2 separate regions of the Callithrix jacchus genome follow, and region 2 is linked to region 1. Evidence: chromatin contacts called from public Hi-C data. All regions are on one chromosome and are shown on one strand. The core of a region is the stretch at or near the end of the contact, and the rest is flanking DNA. Distances in the headings are between cores, read along the strand shown. Region 1 holds the start of LOC118153776 (a long non-coding RNA gene). Region 2 holds the start of IGFBP4 (insulin like growth factor binding protein 4).

What was found. A called contact is a pair of places that touch in the nucleus more often than the background predicts.
Region 2: a Hi-C map of induced pluripotent stem cells shows a contact between it and region 1, with 3 times the contacts expected there. The contact joins the promoter of IGFBP4 here to the enhancer-like site in region 1. A contact is called at or near these places in 2 of 3 Hi-C or Micro-C datasets (induced pluripotent stem cells and skeletal muscle).

Annotation. Positions count from the first base shown.
Region 1 is chr5:92,740,313-92,746,825 of calJac240_pri, reverse strand. LOC118153776 (a long non-coding RNA gene) reads right to left here and starts at 6,048. Exons shown (of 3, transcript XR_008481552.2): 1 at 5,896-6,048; 2 at 1,940-2,012. Within about 2 kb of position 1,630, at least 4 of the 16 cell types and tissues checked have an H3K27ac peak or open chromatin away from gene starts, as enhancers often do.
Region 2 is chr5:92,830,374-92,836,780 of calJac240_pri, reverse strand. It overlaps IGFBP4 (insulin like growth factor binding protein 4), which reads left to right and starts at 3,504. Exons shown (of 3, transcript XM_035300589.3): 1 at 3,504-4,036. The coding sequence starts at 3,688.

The DNA.
Region 1 (6,513 bases), core at 381-2,880:
TTGAGGTTATTGTTTTTGTTGCATTTAAGCTTCTCTTCTGTTCCTTTGGGGCATCAGAGGCTAAGTTTATTTTGAGCATGAACAAAGAGACTTCTCTCTCCTTGACAAGCGTGATTTGTTGAATTGGCTAGTGAGGTGGGAGTGTGGTGGTGATACACTGTGCAGCAGAAGCATCCTCCGAGTGCCCATTCCCATCACAGTTAACACAACTGTGCTTTTCCAGGCTGGACTGTCCATTGTAATGATGCCCGAGTATTAAACCACTTCCTTATTGTCCTTCCAGTTTTTGACCTTTAAAGAAAGACTTCAGGGCACACATGCATGCAGATAACACTTGGCTTCCGTTTGGATAATTTCCTTGGAATAATTTCCCAGGAATGAGATTATAGGGTCAAAGGGGAAGGAAGAGCTTTAGGCCTTTTGCTAATAATTGCTTTACTGCTTTCCAAAGGCACTACACCAACCCAGCATCAACAGTTTATAGCGGATGAGGGGTCAGCTTCAGGGCACCGTTATTCACTCTTAGGAAATCAGCTTCTAGGTCCTTCAACAACCACCCAAAAGGGCCTTGATCTGTGAGAAGTAGAGTCCGGCAGAGAGAATCCTGGGCTGAGAAGTAGGATGTCTGAAAGTCCAGCTTCGAGGCAGCAGAGTAGTTTAACAGTGTGACCTATGGATAACAGGTCCTGGGTTTGAATTCCTACTTCACCACTGAGTGACCCTGGGCAAGTTACTCAGTTTTTCTGATTCATTTGTTTTTTCATCTATAAAGCCAGAATGATAGCAGTATTGAACCTTGCAGAGGTGAGAGGAAGATTAAACCAGTCGTGACATGTGAAGTGCTTAGACCAGGCACCAGTGCTTGGTAAATATTTAGTAAATACGAAGAGTGAGGGTTATTACCATTTCTATTATTTAGACGGAGCCGCCATCTCCATCAGCCCTGCTTCTCCAGTGGCTGACCACTTCCTCTTCTCGTTTCCATGCGAGACCCCACCCTGCCTCTTCAGTTGTCCCTGGGATCTTCTTTTCTCTTCAAGATCAAGTTTAGGTAGCAGTCGTGGCTTTGAGACATTGTGTTTGATGGTCTTTGAATGCCCCCTTGTGGACGGCTGGCTCTCTTTTACTCTCTTTCAGCTAAGGAGGAAAACCGGCCCTGCGCAAGTGTGTGTGTGTGTGTGTGTGTGTGTGCGCGCGCGCGCGCGCGCCGGGGTGGGGGAAAAAATAGAGGACGCCTCGGCGTTTGCAGACAAAACAGGAAATAGCACGTCATAGCATCTTTCTTGCTGGCTGGGGATGGATGGGTGTATGGGTCTCTTATACGTACATAAACACGGAGGGGAGCTGCATGTGTAAATGTGTGTGCGCTTGATACCATTCTCCTTGTCATTGGGGCCTCTCACTGGGTCCTACTGAGACAATGTGATTAATGTGATTTGAAAAATGAAAGCCCTGTGTGCACGCGAGGCCATTGTTATGTAGAATGGCACGTATAACCATTTGGTTCATCCCTTCACTCATTCGGACATTCAGTCCCACAGTTGTTTATTGAGTACTTACTATGTGCCAGGTCTCCTGAGGTCTGAGGACCAAGACAGAATCTGTTTCCATCCTCTCACAGTCCAGTGGGGGAGGCAGACAGGTGAGTAAACCACTGAGTACAGAGGAGTGGCAGAGCTGCTGTGGCGGGGGAAGGAAAGCTGCCGAGAGGGGGTGATGTCTGAGCTGAGCTATGAACTGTGAGTGACCTATCCTCTCCTGGCTTTGGGGCAGAGGGCTTGGTACAAAAAGCACTGGTGGGGTTTTGGAAGTGCAGGCTCTAACCCAACTCCTTGAGCAAATCCTTTTTTTTTTTTATGGGCTAGAGTTTCCTCCTGGACTAAGCCAAGGGGTTTGGCTATGAAACTCACAGTTTCCATCAACTTTGATGTTTTCTGACCTTTTATTCCCTTAGCCTGAAGAATTTTCTATTTTCTTTTCTTCCACTTGTCTTTCATGCCGCATCCTCTTCCCTAAAGAAATGAAAACCAGACTGAGGGATAGAAGCAGTGAAACATTGATATACACATGTAGGGCTCACGTGCGTGCGTGTGCGCGCATGTGTGCGCGCACACACACACACACACACACACACCTCTCTCTCTCTCTCTCTCTCTCTACCCCCTCCATTCCCCACCCCTGCTCTGCTGGAATCCTCCAGCTGCCTCCCAGATCAGAGTGGCCTGACAAGGGAGGGGTGGAGTGTGCAAGCAGAGTGGAGGCGAGAGCCCGGCAGACCCAGTTTCTTTTATGCTTGGCCACTCAGGCAGGTCACCTTGGGGAGGTCATTGAGCTTCCCAGAGCCTGCTTCTAGCTCAGCAGAGTACATACCCACCTGGCAGGGCTCTCCTGATGATAACCCTATATGTGAAGTGCCTCCCCCTTCCACTGACTCTGTAGGACCTAGCAGGCTCTCGGAAAATGAAAGCTGAAAAGTAATGATATTACAAAATATCTAGTGTGGTGTGGCTCATGCCTGTAGTCCCAGCACTTTGGGAGGCTAAGGCGGGTGGATCACTTAAGGTCAGGAGTTCAAGACCAGCCTGGTCAACATGGTTCACCATGTCTCTACCAAAAATACAAAAATTAGTTAGTATGGTGGCAGGTGTCTGTAATCCAGGCTACTCGGGAAGCTGAGGCAGGAGAATCGCCTGAATCTGGGAGGTGAAGTTTGCAGTGACTGGAGATCGTGCCATGGCACTCCAGCCTGGGTGACATAGTGAGAATCCATCTCAAAAAAAGCAAAACAAAACAAAAAATCTAGTGCAGATCAGACTCTTGTTTCTGCAGGAGGGAAAGGTGTGATCTTTCTTCCGCTCCGATCTTCCCAGTGACAATGGTCTGGGGAGGATATCAGACATGCACCAAGCTCACTGTCGGTGGTGGGACACTCTGGTTCCGGTCAGAATGCAGTTTATCACTTGGTCACTTTGGCCAAGTTACCTAACCTTTCTAAGCCTCAGTTTTCTCATCTATAAAACAGGGCCTTTAAAGTAGCTCCCTTGTGGAAGTACTGTGAGGATTAACTGAGATAATAGTAAAAACACTTCATGCAGTTCCTGGTATATAGTAAATCGATAGCCACCTGTATTGGTCAGGAGACGCTAACCGGTGTAACAAATAGACCCAAGAATGTGTGATGGCTTAGAGACAATGGAAGCTTGTTTCTTGTCTCTCTGATGGTCTCAGAAAATACCAGGTTAGCAGTAAGGCTCATCTAGACACCAGGCTTCTGACAGCTCTACCTTCTTTTCTTTTTTTGAGATGGAGTCTCGCTCTGTTGCCCAGGCTGGAGTGCGGTGGTGCGATCTTGGCTCACTGCAGCCTCCACCTCCCGGGTTCAAGTGATTCTTCTGCCTCAACCTCCCAAAAAACTGGGACTCTAGGTGTGTGCCACCATGCTAATTAATTAGCTCTGCCATCTTTAACTGGTAGCTTCCAAGATCACTTCGGCCATCGGGCTCTAGCTAGTGGGTGGGGAAGAGAGTGGAGAAGGCACATCAGCTGCTTAACTGCCTTGGCCCAGAAGTGCCACTTCTGCTCACATTCCATGGGTGAGAACAAGTCACATGGCCCCATCTTAATGCCACGGGGGCTGGGAAATGTCATCCCTGGCTGGGCAGTGTCAGATCTCAGTGTCAAATCCATGTGCTAGGCAAGGGGAGGCAGGAGCCTTTGGTGACAGAGATGTCTATTCCCATGATTGTTGCTGCTATTTCCATCCAGGGCAGAGTGATAAGCCCTGGATTGGGGGTGGTGGTGAAAACACAGAGAGAGTCTAAATAGTGGGGCGATCGGGGATCAGGCAGTGCTGCCCAGGGAAGATAGCATCCGGGGGGCTTGGAGAGAGGCAGGAGTTCCACAGGAGGGGATGGAGAGAGCAGGGAGGGGAGGGCCCTGTGAGCTGAGCGAGTCCCATGAACGGCCAAGAGGCAGGAAAGTCCAGGCTGGAGGAGAGTCCAAGGCGGGAAGGGGTGGAGAGGTGTGCTGGCGGCCCACCCGGAAGGCCTGGAACATCAAGATAAGGGTGTGGAGATGCAGTCACGCATGGCCTCTCTGCAGTGGAGTCCAGGGCAGTGGGTGGTCGTGGGATAGGAGTGCCAGGTGGGGAGGAGGAGGTGAGGAGGGAGAAAGAGAAAGTGGGTGGGGGAGGAAAAGTCTGAGTTTCACAGAGGAGAAGCTGGAAGGGGCAGGAGGAAAGGGGGCTTGCCTGACCTCTTGCTCTTCCTTCTCCTTGAGGTTCCCAGCTCCTCTGGGGCTCCTGTTGTCACCTGGCAGCCTCCTTCCTGGAGGTCCACCCCCTTAGGCCCCATTGCTCCATCGCCCTCCATGCAGGGAGAGGCTTGATCTCCTCTTTCTGCTTTGTTCTCCTTCCAGGAAGGAAGTGGCTCCAGATGCCGTGGGTGGGACATTCCTTGGCTCTGCTCACTGTTGCCAGATTTCTCATGATTCCCAGTGACAGAGCTGGCATCTCTAATCAGCCTCGGAGACGGGCAGAGTCTTGCTCAAGAACACCCTGCACCTCAGGAAGCCAGAGGCTCTTTCTGAGCTGTCTCAGCCCTCTGAGTGCAAGACCCACCTCCAGGGAGATGCTCTGGCAAGGCGACTCCCCCCCAGGCCTGCTGGGCACCTACCGTGCACCCGGCACTGTGACAAGACGGCTCCTGCACTCAGAAGCTTATCACAGACTGGGGGAGTGAGGTCTTACTTAGAGAACTATAAAGTACTGGGAAGTACCACAAAAGAGGCATAGACCTATGGGGAACCAAAGAAAGAATTCCTGTTAAAATAGTACTGGGAGGAAGTGAGATTTGTGATGGTTCATGAAGAGAGCATGGGATTCTGACAGGTGAAGATGGCTGGGAGGTTATTTCAGGGAGAAGGGAGAGCCATGCAAAGGTGGAGGAAGGAGGTTGGGCATGGGGGCTACGCCTGTAACCCAGCACTTTGGGGGGCTGAGGCAGGCGGATCACCTGAAGTCAGGAGTTCGAGACCAGCCCGACCAACATGGTGATACCTTGTCTCTACTAAATACAAAAAATTAGACAGGCATGGTGGTGCATGCCTGTAATCCCAGCTACTCGGGAAGCTGAGGCAGGAGATTTGCTTGCACCTGGGAGGTGGAGGTTGCGGTGAGCTGAGATTGCACCACTGTACTAAAAAAAAAAAATGGTGGAAGAAGGAAAATGCAGGCCTCTTTAAAGAAATATAAACTGGTCCAGTTTAGCTGAAATAAAAGGAGTGGAGGGAAGTTGTGGAAGTGTGAAACTTCCACAGGGTTCCCACAGGGGTTGTTAGTGGGGGGTCAGATGGAGGAGAAGGGCTTATGTGGGAGGTTTGTGCTTCATTGACTGGGCAGAGGAGAGATAGCAGGGCACTGGTGGCCTACTCTTTATTCTTCCTAGCTGCCCTCACCCTGTGGTGTGATCCTATAACCTTCAGGGCAGTGCAGAGTCGGGCCCAGGTGGCACTGGCCATATTTAGGGACCAGAGGACTAGGAAGCAGGGAGGCCCTGCCTGGTCTCAAGAATTAAGTCAGGGGCCAGGAGAGGTGGCTCATGCCTGTAATCCCAGTGCTTTGGGAGGCCAAGGCGGGCGAATCACTTGAGATCAGGAGTTCGAGACCAGCCTGGCCAACATGGTGAAACCCCATCTTTACTAAAAATGCAAAAATTCGCTGGGTGTGGTGGCACACACCTATAATCCCAGCTACTGGAGAGGCTGAGGCAGTAGAATCACTTGAACCTGGGAGGAAGAGGTTGCAGTGAGCTGAGATAGCGCCACTGTACTCCAGCCTGGGTGACAGAGCAAGACTCCATCTCAAAAAAAAAAAAGAAAGAATCGAGTCAGATTTACCTTTAAAGGACCATGGTCCTGGTGGAAGTATCAGGCCAGAGACCTGGGCTTGCCTCTTGGGTTCTGGCTGTGGGTCCTGGACACGTTGGTAAACCTCTCTAGGCCTTGGTTTCCTCAATGTGGCGTGAAATAGCAGCACCCACTTCTTATGTTGAGTGGAGCAGCTGCCCTGGCTTATTTATAGTTGTGCTTAATAAATAGTTTTTCACTTGGCATGGGTAGGGGGAGGGGAGAGGAGCAATGAATTGGTGCCGCTGACAGTTCAGCCTGGAGGGGGCTGCGGCTGCCCGGGTCTTGCGTCTGAAATGTTTGTAAGCTCAGTGGTGACTGGAAGCACTGCCCCCTCCTCAGGCCTGGCTGCCTCCATCACCTGCTCTCCTGTCCACCTGGAGGGATGGTTACAGGACTGAGGTCTGTGTCATCCTGACCACTGTCATGTCACAGGTTGCTCCAATCAGGCTGGCCGGAGCTCTGCAGCAGCAAAGGCTGTGGGCTCTTGGGAATGGAATGTGAGTGCCCGGGAGGTTGGCGGCCTTGGGCCTCATGCCCAGGCTGGCACAGACACTTGGTCCAGAAGAGGGGCAGGAATCCAGGTCACCAGCGGGTTCCACACAGGTT
Region 2 (6,407 bases), core at 2,255-4,754, 88 kb before region 1:
TGATTTTATTACCAGTTTTCATCTGAATCCACTGGGAAATGGACGATTTTGCTTTTGTTTCTTGGCCAGGAATCACTTAATCCTGAAAGCCCTATGAGAAGACATGGCGAGATATGGAGTCAAGCACACATCATGATGGTGGAGAAAGGAAGAGAGCTATTTTTTATTTTTAAGAGACCAGGTCTCTCTCTGTTACCCAGGCTGGAGTGTGGTGGCACTTACAGCTTGCTGCAGTCTTGAACTCTTGGGCTCAAGGGACCCTCCTGCTTCAGCCTCCTGAATAGCTAGGTCTCTCTCTCGTTCTTGCTGCAAAGTCTCATTTTCCAGATAGGGCCTGAAGCTCAGAGAGCTCAAGTAATTTGTTTTAGGTTTCCTAGTGAGCCCAGTGACAGGGCTGGGGTCAGAATCCAGGTCATCCGGAGCTAAGACTTTGCTGATTCCTGTAGCGTGGAAGGTCATTGGCCCCAGGATCATCTCTTTAAGGAAGGCTTTTAGCCTGTAGAACCAAGCACTTGTGGCTCTGGATCTCCACTGCGCCCCATGTGAGCACCTCCCAGGGCCCCTGCACACTTCTCAGATGTGTTTTATTTACATACTATCTTCTCTCATTAAGCAGTGAGCTCCTTGAGGGCAGGGCATGATCTTGGTCATCTCTGCATCTCTAGTACGTAGCATAAAGCCTGAGCGTATTAGGTGTTCAATAAATGTGTGTTGCATGAATGGTGGGAGGTGCTTGGAAGGTCTCTTCCCGCGCATCTTCCTGCCTTCTTGGAATTAACCCAATGATGAGGGGTGGAAGGACACCAGAGGATGGATTGAGGGGCTGAGGTTGAGGTGTGGGAATCTGTCTCGTCTGGCAACCTTTCAGATTTCCCACACTTACCTGCACTCATGCTTCATCCCAGGGACGTTGTGTGGCGTTGTCCGGCCTCTCCTGCACTCCTGCCTCTGTGTTCCGGCACCTTTACTCCTCTTGGGTTTGCTGACCAGGGTACATGTCTGGCATTGGGAGCAGAACTATTCTTCTCCATTCCATTTTATTCTCACAAGAGCTTCAAGAGGCAGGAGGGGTAGAGTTGATCTACCTCCATGTTACAGCAGAGGTCAGTCAAACTCCAAGTTCACACAAGTTGGTGGCAGAATGGGGTCTAGTGATGATGAAGGAGGGAGATGGCGTGGGGGCAGTTTTCTGAATCAGGCACAGGCTGGGCTTCCCCAGGGACTTGAGGAAGCTGGTTCTGTTTGCCCTTCTCCAGGGCATGTGGGACAGAAGTGTCCCCACTTCATCTGTGAGATGGAATGGAGAGAATCCCAGAATCTGGGCCCCGGGTGTCACTTTCCAGCCCTTTTGCAGTCTTGATGGTTGCCAGTAGGTGCCGTTAGTTTGCAACTTTTTGGTCTGTCCTGCAGGTCCGGCTGCAATCTCCCTGCAATCATCCTTGAAGTCTGCATTTGGAGAAAGTAGGAGGTAGCCCAACCCCTGTGAGGCTGAAAGACCCCTGTCCTGGAGGAAGAAGCAGGAAGAGGGTCCCTGAACTGCATTTCAGCTTGGCTGACCTGCAGCTTTCTAGGCCAAGCCAAAAAAAAAAAAAAAAAAAAAAAAAAAATCCACGGTGGGTTACTGATTATTCCTGGACAGTCACCCTTATCCTGAAACCAGCTCTAGCACAGCAGAAGCCTTTGTAGGGGAGGATGATATGAATTAGGGGGGCCCGAGAGAGAACCTAGGAGATGGAACTTTGCTCCGAATGCTACTCCAGGGCTCTTCTCAATTTGGGCAGGATTGGGCAAGGCTGGGGTAATAGGGGCATCAGTAGAATTTCACAGAGGGTCAAACCAGGCCCATTACTAGCCCAAGTAGCAACACTGGGTGAATTAAAAAAGCATACCTTCCTCAACATTTTTTTTGTCTTTTTTTTTTAGACAAAGTCTTGTTCTTTCACCCAGGCTGAGGTACAGTGGTGCGATCTCGGCTCACTGTAACCTCTGCCTCCCAGGGTTCAAGTGATTTTCCTGCCTCAGCCTCCCAAGTAGCTGGGATTACAGGCACGCGCCACCATGCCTGGCTAATGTTTGTATTTTTAGTAGAGACAGGATTTCACCATGTTGGCCAGGCTGGTCTCCTGATCCCAGGTGATCTGCCTACCTGTGTCCCAAAGTGCTGGAATTACAGGTCTGAGCCACCATGCTGGCCTTCTTTTTCTTTTCTTTTTATTTTTCATATGGAGTCTTACTCTGTTTCCCAGGCTGGAGTGCTCACTATAACAACCCCTGTCCCCGGGGTTCAAGCGATTCTCCTGCCTTAGCCTCCCAAGTAGCTGGGATAAACAGGTGCCTGCCACCGCACCAGGCTAATTTTTGTGTAAATTTGGTAGAGAGGAGGTTTCACCATCTTGGCCAGGCTGGTCTTGAATTCCTAACCATGTGACCTGCCCACCTTGGCCTCCCAAAGTGCTGGGATTACAGGCGCGAGCCACTGCTCCTGGTCTTCCTTTTTTTTTAAGAGACAGTTTTCTTCTTTCACCCAGGCTGGAGTGCAGTTGCACAATCCTTGCTCACTGCAGCCTCCAACTCCTGGGCTCAAGTGATTCTCCTGCCTCAGCCTCCAAAGTGCTGGGATCACAGGTGTGAGCCACTGCTCCAGGCCCTTCAAAATCCTTCACTGCCACTGGGAAATGATCACAACAGCTCAACAAACATATAATGACCACACGAATGGTGCCCCACTGGAGTTGTTCAATGAAAAACGTGCACATTGCAAGTGGCAGTCTCCCAGGCCTGCCTCCCTGCAGGAGGGGGTCTGAGTGGACCTGAGAAGCAAACGTCCAGTAAGGAGGAAGAGGCAAGGCAGCCCCTCCCTCCCTGGGAAGGCAGGGTGGACCAGGGCTCAAATGAACCCTGGGGAGATTGCGGGGGGGGGGGGGCCGGGGGGGGGGAGAGGTTGCAAAGGGCAAGGGGAAAGAGCCTGTTACGTCTTAGGGCCACTAGGCCCCTCCGTGCCCCTAGCTGAGTGCCTGTACGCTTTACCCCACCTCACGAGGCTTGGTCTGCAGCGGTTGAGACTGGAAGCACTGGGGTGGGGTGGAAAGGCTTCTGCCCAGGGAGACCGAATCCAAGGGGCTGGGAGTCCGGGCTAGGAGGTCCCTTTCTCGGTGGGAGACTGAGGCCGCGTTGGCGGGGCGGGGCGAGACTCCTCCGAGGTCGGGAGAGGGGGCCACGCAGCAGCCCCTTGGCTTCCCTTCTCCCTCGCCTCCCCTCCCGGGCTCCGGTTCAGAGGCGCTCTGGGTGCCTGCCAAGGCTTCCAAACTGCGCCGCTTCCTTCTTCGGCAGAATAGGGCTTTCAGATGCAGCGGCGGCGGCGGCGACTCGGGAGAGCGCCCCCTCCCCCTAACGGCCGCCTCTCCCTCTCCCCGTCGCCGGCCCCGGCTCCCCCACCTCTGGGAAGGCGCTGGGGGTGTGGCCAGGGACCAGTATAAAGTCCGGGGGAGCCGACCCGGGCCTCCGCTCAGCCCCCGGCCCCGTCGCCTCGCCGCCCGCCTGCTGACTTCCCTGTTCCGACTGCGTCCGCCCGCCGGGCCGACCCATCTCCCCGAGCCCTCCGGGTCCGGTCCTCCAGGCGCTCCGGGCGCTGCAGCCGTGTGCCCTCCGCCGCCCGCTCGCGCGCCAGCGCCCAGTCTTCGCGTGATCATGCTGCCGCTCTGCCTCGTGGCCGTCCTGCTGCTGGCGGCCGGGCCCAGGCTGAGCCTGGGCGACGAAGCCATCCACTGCCCGACCTGCACCGAGGAGAAACTGGCGCGCTGCCGCCCCCCCGTGGGCTGCACTGAGCTGGTGCGGGAGCCCGGCTGCGGCTGTTGTGCTACTTGCGCCCTGGGCTTGGGGATGCCCTGCGGGGTGTACACCCCCCGCTGCGGCTCGGGCCTGCGCTGCTACCCGCCCCGGGGGGTGGAGAAGCCCCTGCACACGCTGATGCTCGGGCAAGGCGTGTGCATGGAGCTGGCTGAGGTCGAGGCCATCCGGCAAAGCCAGCAGCCCTCTGGTAAGGTACCCCTGGCCTCCCAATTCCCTCCTGAATGCGCTCCCTTCCCAGCGGCTTCTTTCCATTGCGGCCGCCCTGGAAGGCCCTTTAAAATCCCCTGTGAGTTGAAGAGAAGGCAGGTACGTGGCAGAGCCTAGCTGGCATGGGACAGGCTCACAAAGGAGACTGCTACCGAGTCCCTAGCAGCCTGTTGCCAACACCAAGGGAGACTGTCCCATCGCTCCATCTCAAACCTCCAAGGGTTGTCTATTTGATAAGGGTGTCCCAGTGGGAGACCTGGCTGCTGGAGCAAGAGTGGCAGATTAAGGTCCAGTTAAGTCAGCTGTCTAGGGCCAGAGGACAGGAGGATGGTGGTGGGGTGTGTGTTGGGGAGGATGGGGGAGGGGGAAAAGCTTTCCGTTCTTGATCCAGGCCGAGGGTGAAACCCCAGGGGTCTGGGGAGCCAGGGCCTGAACTTTTTACATGGTCCTTTGGTGGTGTGGGACATACAAATTTGAGGGACTTTGGCAGTGAGGGGCATTAGACTTGCCCTTCCCTAAAGCCCAGAGCCATGTCACCTTGCTGTTTGAGAAGTAATGGGAAGACAGAAGTCCCTCTGCCAGGCCTGGGCATCTCTGCCTGCTTTGTTATACAGGCCTCCTGTTCTTTTCTCTAGGCAGGTGTGATTTGACGCATCAGAAAATCTTGGCTCCCGGCCTAGAGCTGCAGAAGCCTCATGTGTGTGGGGTGGGGAATAGAGAAAGGGATGAGGGGCCAGGGCAGAGAAACAGAAAGAGAGAGACTCTGAGAAGGCCCTTGCCCTACCCTCATTCTTAACACTTTCTTTGTGTCTCAATGAACCTTTCTCAGTTTCTTCTTAGACTCTCAGTCTCTTTCCTTTGTTCTCTTGCTCTTTTTTTCTTCCTGATTCGTCTCTCAACCTCTGGTTTCACTAGTAATGCGTTCTCTATTCCTCAATGTCTTCTGCCCATCACGCCTTTCTTTCTCTACCTTATTCTGTGTTTCTGTTTCAGTTGCTCTGCTTCTCTCCCTCTTTTTCTGTTGCTCTTTCTCTGTGTCTCTGTTCCTGTTTTTGTCTTTCTCTGTTTCTTTGGGAATCTGTTTGTCTGCCTTTCTGTATCTATGCCTCTGTTTCTCATTCCCTCTCTAACTCTGTTTTGCTCTTCTGTGCCTCTGTCTGTTTCTGTCTCTTTCCTGGTTCTTGAAGCTTCCATTGTTGCAGTCCGGATGCTGGGACTCCAGCCCCAAGCTTCCTGTCCTGGGTCCCAAACCCTCCACTTCCTCAATCCTCTGCAGCTTGTTAGCGGAGGCAAGCAGGATATAAGGAAAACAGGAAGGAGGTGGACCCCAGGGGTCTGGGCCTTGGGCCTCTCTGCCCCTCCTGCCCCTGGGTAGGGAGAGATGGGTCAGCAGAAAAAATTCTAGGAGAAATGCCAGCCTGGCACCCAACACATCTGGGAAGTGGGGTCCTGGTGGAGAAAGTCGCTAATGTTGGAGCAGAGATGCCAGTGGTAATGGTAGAGGAGGGATACTGAGACTGGGACCCAGGGCCGAGTCCTTGGGTTCTTGGGGTACAACAGGGTCACGTACCATTTGACTCTCCATCATCCATCAGCCAGAGGGTATCTGGCACCAGATAAGGATGGTCGGTAGCCTCCTCCTCTTTCATCACTTTGAACGCAAGACAGAAGAGCCCACAAAGGGCTGTGTAGGAATACCTCATCTTCTGGTTGGGTAGGAATACTCCATCCTATAGTGGAGGAAAATAAGACCCCCTAGGGGTTTGGGGAGGGCATGGCATGAAAAATTTGTGATTGTTCCCTGGCTTTGAGGCGAACTGGTCTCCAGGAGTGTCTAGGGGCTGGTTGTGGAGGTTCATGCTTATAATCCGAGTACTTTGGGAGGATTGCTTAAGGCCAGGAGTTTGAGACCATCCTGAGCAATACAGCCAGACCCCTGTCTCTACAAAAAAAAAAAAAAAAAAAATTAGCCAATCACAGTGGTTCATGCCTATAGTCCCAGCTACTTGGGAGGCTGAGATGGGAGGATCACTTGAGCCCATCCTGGACGACTATATCTCTTAAAAAAAATGGGGGTGGGGTGGGGGCCGGTGGTTCAGGCCTGTAATCCCAGGACTTTGGGAGCCGAGGCAGGTGGATCACAAGGTTCAGGAGTTTGAGACCAGTCTGGCCAAGATGGTAAAACTCTATCTCTACTAAAAATACAAAAATTAGCTGGGTGCAGTGGTGGGTGCCTGTAATCCCAGCTACTAGGGAGGCTGAGGCAGGAGAACTGCCTGAACCTGGGAGGCTGAGGCAGGAGAACTGCCTGAACCTGGGAGGTGGAGGTTGCAGTGAGCAGAGACCTCGCC